2 separate regions of the Anser cygnoides genome follow, and region 2 is linked to region 1. A link is a contact called in public Hi-C data. All regions are on one chromosome and are shown on one strand. Each heading gives the region's core, a stretch centred on a gene start, on an enhancer-like site or on the middle of the called end of the contact. The rest is flanking DNA. Distances are from core to core; before and after follow the strand shown. Region 1 overlaps LPP (LIM domain containing preferred translocation partner in lipoma). Region 2 has its middle 36 kb from the start of BCL6.

Region 1 (2,700 bases), core at 117-2,616:
ACTGCGAGGGGAACAGAACATCGTCATTTCCAGCCCTGTCCCCAAAGACCAAGCTGGGCTACAAGCGGCTGGCGAAGCCTGGAGGCGCCACATCTAAGCACCGTTGAAGCAGGGGCTGCTCGAGGCACGGTGCAGGAGGCGGCGTGGCCCGGGGCCGCGCGTGCACACGCAGAGGCAAAGCGCAGAGCACGAGGAGCAACACAGACCCGGACTCACCGCCCTCCACGGCTCTGCACCACCGCACACGGCAAAGGGAGGTGGCTCCTCGAGCAAGTCCCCGTGCTGAGGCTTCGCATGCTGCAGCAGCTCCATGCGCCTCCCCGTGCCCCGTTTTCCAAGCCGTCACCTACGCTGTCTGCTCAGGCTGTGAACTCCTCAGGACAGCGGTTCTTTCCCAGCACAGCAGGGCCCTGAGCCCCGAAGCTGCACTTCATCCAAGCAGCTTGTTGAAACAACGTGGATTAAAATGCAACTGAAATCTGCAAACTCGAAACCCGACCTGCCTGCAGGAACACACCGCTGCAGTCCCTTCGCTGCCTGCTGGGGTACAACGCTTTTCTGCTCACATCCTATCCTTGTGCAAACTATGTCACGCATTTTTGTCTTCCCCCGAATAACCACGTCAGTTTTGCACCTAAAAGGCCTGATGCAAATCCGTATCTCTAAGAAAACCAAACCTCACGTTGAATATTAATCCCCATTTAAAAGGGCAAAAGAAAACCAAGCAAGACCTCTGCTAGAAAGTTACATCCTAAGTTTAAAACAAGGAGAGTACAATAACAAGTTTGAATCAGCCTAAAAATACCATTTAGCAAAGCAGATGCACGCATCACTAACCAGTGGTACGAGCTGTACACCGTTTTTCACCAACATCCCTTCCCAAGTAAAAGGACAAAGTGCAGCGCTTTCTATCTGAGGCGCAGGACTCGCTGCTACGCAACCCCCAGAGCCAGCACTAAAAGCACTCTATACGTGTTACATGCTCCAAATGACAAGAGGAATGCGGGATAGTGGATCTCCACTCCAGATTCCTGGGCATGGCTTTAGTTGCCATGAATAAAACAGGAAGCAAAACATGTTCCAGGTTCCCCCCCGCTCCCCTGACTTTCTCGATGAACTGCAGTTTCCTTTCAGGAAGGAGAAAGGAAAAGGGGAGAGAAAGAGAGGCAGACAGCTGCAGTATCAGACAGATAAAAAACCATCACACTAAGGAAAAATAAAGAATAACAGGAAAAACCACACACTGAACCTTCATACAGTTAAAGCTGTTAAACTTCTGCAGTTCCCTAACAAAACAGTTAAATATTAACGTCGGAGATAAATATATCCATGTGTTACACAGCCTTTTTAACACACACACTTGCTTAGGAGACAGAAATCTTTCTTAAGCTATACTTTACTTGCTGACCACATGCATATAACCGTACCCATTTAACCCTGCAGTGCTTTGCTGCCTTGGTGCATCAGCCAGAAACTACAAGGAAGAGCCTGACTGAATGGGAGCTGGCTTAAATTATCTTTGTACCTAGGCCTGAAGAAACATTTTGCCTTGGAGACCAATCTATTAAGCTAAATTTCTGAGCTCGAGAAAGTTTCATTGGGTCCTTTTCTGTCGACTGGCGATCCACATGCCTGCCCCTACCAGCAGCCACGCACACACTTTGATGCAATCCATCTGACTAAACAAAACAGAAAATCCCAAGTTGCTTGCTAAAGCAGCAATGATGCACTTACCAGCATCCAGGCAAGCTCCTTCGCTAATACGCTTCCCTTTCGAGCAGATCAAATTTGGAACAAGGTCCAGGAGCAAAAGAGAACTGAAAACTGACCACAAGAAGCTTCCAAAACAAGAAGGACAAAAAAAAAAACAAAAAAAACCTTACTACAGGAATTCAAATCCTGCTTCCACCAGACCCTGAGTCACCTCCCCTCCCTTGCAATAGATCAGAGCAATGGGTAAACATTTCCAAATATGGAGATCAAAACTCCAAAGGATGTCAAAAAAAATCACCCTTCTCTCCCTGCCTTTGGCATGGGGATGACTTGCCCCTCTCCAGCCTGAATTCCAGGCACCGCGCACATCACCGTGGCCGACCCACGCGCAGCCTGAACTCGGGGCCACGCGGCGCCGGCACGGTCCTGGCCCATGCTTGGGCAGCTCCCGGCTCGCTGCGAGACACCGGGCATTTCCATCCCCTCCCGGGGATGCCAGGGGAGATGCAATAAGGCAGCTCCCGGAGCCATCGCCCCGCATCCACAATTGCTGCTGCAAAGCTCCCTCTCGTCCCTCGACTCACCGGCAGGAGACCTCCCAAAGCTGTTTTTTTGAGTACTATTTGAAGGCAAATAGGTGAAATGGGGCTGTGCGTATAGCAACGCTAACTCAGCGCCAGAAAAGGTGAGACCCAGCAGTCAGAGCCGCCTGGCAAGCAGGGCACAGGGCACAAGCAGGACTGCGCATGGCCTCAGGCTCCTGCTCCGCTCCAGCTGCTCACCTGGGGCAGGGAAAAGCTCCCTGAACCTGACTCATCCAGTCAGCGCCTTGCGAGAAGCGTGCATGTGATTCTGCTTCATCAGAGGACAAACAGCTCTGCAGAGAGGAACACACCCTGGACGAGCAGAGAGCTCCCCGCAGGGAAGAGGAGCCCCAGGCCAGCAGCATCCCTCGATCCCAATGCCATTCTTCCAGCCTGTAACCAA
Region 2 (2,835 bases), core at 200-2,699, 140 kb after region 1:
ACCTCTGGACTGCGTAAGTGAAGCCCTGATTTGATGCCGCATTTCCTGGGCAAGTTGTGTAACCGTGTGACGGTTGTGTGCCCCCCCCTCCCACCCACCCACCCCGTGATGGGAGCAGGGGAGCAGGAACCTCTTCGTATGATGCTTCACTTTGGATGGAGGACTCTGGAGGAATCTCCACCGTAAAGCTTGTCACAAAGCGTGTCACAGGAAGCCCTTTGTCTCCAGGTCCAGCTTTTTAATAATAAACTAACTGCTTTGCAGAGCTTGTTTCCTAGACAGAGCACCAAGAAGGTATCATGACTGCCTGTGTACTAAACTCACCTTCCCCATGGCACACCTTGTCCTATTGGTAGCAGGACAGCACTGTCAGCCCCACCGAGGCAGGGGAAGCTGAGCACTGTGCATGCTGCAGTAAGGCAGAGGCAGATCCAGGCACTGCTGGCTTTCTAGCACCTGTGCCTCAACTGCGAGGCCAAATTAGTACTGAAGGGACCTGTATTTTACTGCCCCCTTCTTCTGCATTAATTAAAACACATCACTGCACACTTAAGCGATTTAAATGTTTTGGAACTAGTCTCGGGACAGCCAAGGGCATTCAAAGTGAAGGGAAGGCTGGCAGCTTGCCTTCGGCTCGCTGGCTTGCCTGTCTATCACCAGCACACGTCATGCATTACAAAACCGTGAGATCTCTGCAGATCCAGCAGCAACACTATGCAGGAGAGAGCAAGGCTGAAGTCAGAAATCCCTGGTCTTCCTGGGGCTCCATCACACAGACTGGCTGCCAACATCTCCAGTGACCTTTTTTCTTTTTCATTTTTTTTTTAACACCTCTCCTCTATGAAAAGCTCGTGGAAACTGCTACTGTAACAAGTACTCCACCACCATGGCTAATGGAAAGCCCTGCTAGACCTGGGAATTAGAATATATTCTTTCCTCTTGGGGATTTTTTTGGAGCTATCCAGGGCAAGAAAGAGGGAATTAACAGCACGTTAAATAAAATACAGGGCTTGCAAATACTGTGTTTAACCCCTGAGGTCATACTGAAGGTCAGGGTATAAGCGAACATTCCCCCGAAAGTCTGTTTGCCTTTCCATCACCTATCAGCTGGCTGCGGGAGGCTGCAGGAGAAGGGACCTCGGGTGACCTCCAGAGCTACTTGTGTGCTGTGGACTCCAGGCAGCAGACAGCTGACTACAGTCTAGAATGGAAATGAAGGACTAATTTGCCCAGGGACATTCCCTTTTGTATTTTAAAGTAATGCAAAGTGCCTTTTCACTTTCAGCTCTGGATTTTAAGGCCTAAGATGAAGAGTCACCAACATTAGATCCACACCATCACAATTGTAACATCAAAACAAGCGCTGTATTAAAAATAAACACAGCCGGCATTCACTGGCATGATTAAAATGCATACATATGGGTGAGGTCATTGTAATAAAGGCCTTATGCACAAACATGTGCATTTCTTACCATGGCCCTAGGCTCAGAGCAGGAACACTATGCATCCACAACTACCTGCTCTTGTGCAGTTGCATCAGCCCAGGCTCTCCAGCTGTTCAGAACATCTACCACAAGTGTCCTTATCACATCCATGTGCACTGACCTCCCCTTAACCCTCACAAAGACTAGAAAAATCACAGCCATGGTTTACTGCATTAGCAGAACATCTCTGATCACCAGCAGCCCACTATGTCAGGGTTCTGCATCTCCTCTGTCAATCATGTAAAGGCACATGCCGATGCCACTTGGAAATAAGTCCATGAAAATATTTCCTTTCTCCTACCTGTGTGCCTGGAAGAAGCTTCACCAGCCAAATGAAAGTAAACAGGACTTTCCAGAATGACATGAAAATCTGCAAAGCCATTAGTGTCCATCTACACACTAATGCAGATCTTCTGTAAGTCACTTGAAAAAACAAAGCAGGACTTCTAAAAAGTCCTGACCTTATGTACCTTCCTAGCTCATGTTGCATCAATGTTCCCATGCCTCCAGTTATTACCTGCCAAGCCTCCACAGCTCGGGTGAAACACCCCCTTCTCTGGCAAGCCCCTATAGCAGGCAGCAAAGCCGGCACGTGAGTCCCACCGAAGGCTCTCCTCTGTTTTGGGTGCCTCCCCGTGGGTGCTGCACCATCCAGTTGCCCCATGCTGCAGCTCCCAGTGGTGCTGGTGAGGCACCCAGACAGCACTCCAGAGAGAGGTCAGCTCTGGGAAAGGTTTTTGGAGGAAGTCTTCAAGTGGCTTTGGTCTGTTGGTCCTAGGCTTGCAGGTATCATGACTGCAGAGGCCCTGCCTGACTCTGGAGCAGTCCTGGGCCTCCACTGACCATACCAGTGACCATGAGGATCCCAGTGCTCCCCAGTACTGCAGAGAGAAATGTAACTGGGATGTTTGTCCTCAGACTGAGGTGACTGCTTCAACCTCAACAAATGGTGATTTTTGCATTACTCATCTTACTGGTGTCTCTCATACCCAGAAGAAACTCCAGCCTGCACCTCCTCCCAGCAGGCAGAGACAGCCATTAGCTGCCTCAAAGGAAAACCTCATCTTCCTCTTCGGGGAAGTCAATGTTGCTCAGAGCCCGGTGGAGGCTGTTTACTGACTTCGTTTCTTTCTTGATACCTGAGAGCTCTTTGGGAATGTCTCTGCTTGTGACATTTCTAAAGAGATGTCTGGGAACAAGCAGGAAAACAAAGCTTACTATGACTTTTGCAAAGTCCTGAACGAAGGGATCGGGGAGGACGGTGTGAGGAGACAACGCTGTCTCCTGAAGGAAGGAGTCACCGAGGCCCCAGAAGACATGAGAAGAAGTACATCTGCCCAAACGCTGGGGA

The links. Hi-C and Micro-C count contacts between places; a contact is called where the count stands out from the background.
Region 2: a contact with region 1 is called in a Hi-C map of liver, with 4 times the contacts expected there. The contact joins two enhancer-like sites. A contact is called at or near these places in 2 of 7 Hi-C or Micro-C datasets (both in liver).

The regions. Positions count from the first base shown.
Region 1 is chr9:16,164,360-16,167,059 of Taihu_goose_T2T_genome, forward strand. The region is part of intron 2 of LPP (LIM domain containing preferred translocation partner in lipoma); the gene reads right to left. Among named protein-coding and RNA genes, the nearest start is that of LPP, 27 kb to the right of the region's middle. Within about 2 kb of position 1,367, at least 2 of the 3 cell types and tissues checked have open chromatin away from gene starts, as enhancers often do. A contact at or near this core is called in liver, where this site is marked.
Region 2 is chr9:16,302,957-16,305,791 of Taihu_goose_T2T_genome, forward strand. It overlaps the pseudogene LOC136791464. Among named protein-coding and RNA genes, the nearest start is that of BCL6, 36 kb to the right of the region's middle. Within about 2 kb of position 1,450, at least 2 of the 3 cell types and tissues checked have open chromatin away from gene starts, as enhancers often do. A contact at or near this core is called in liver, where this site is marked.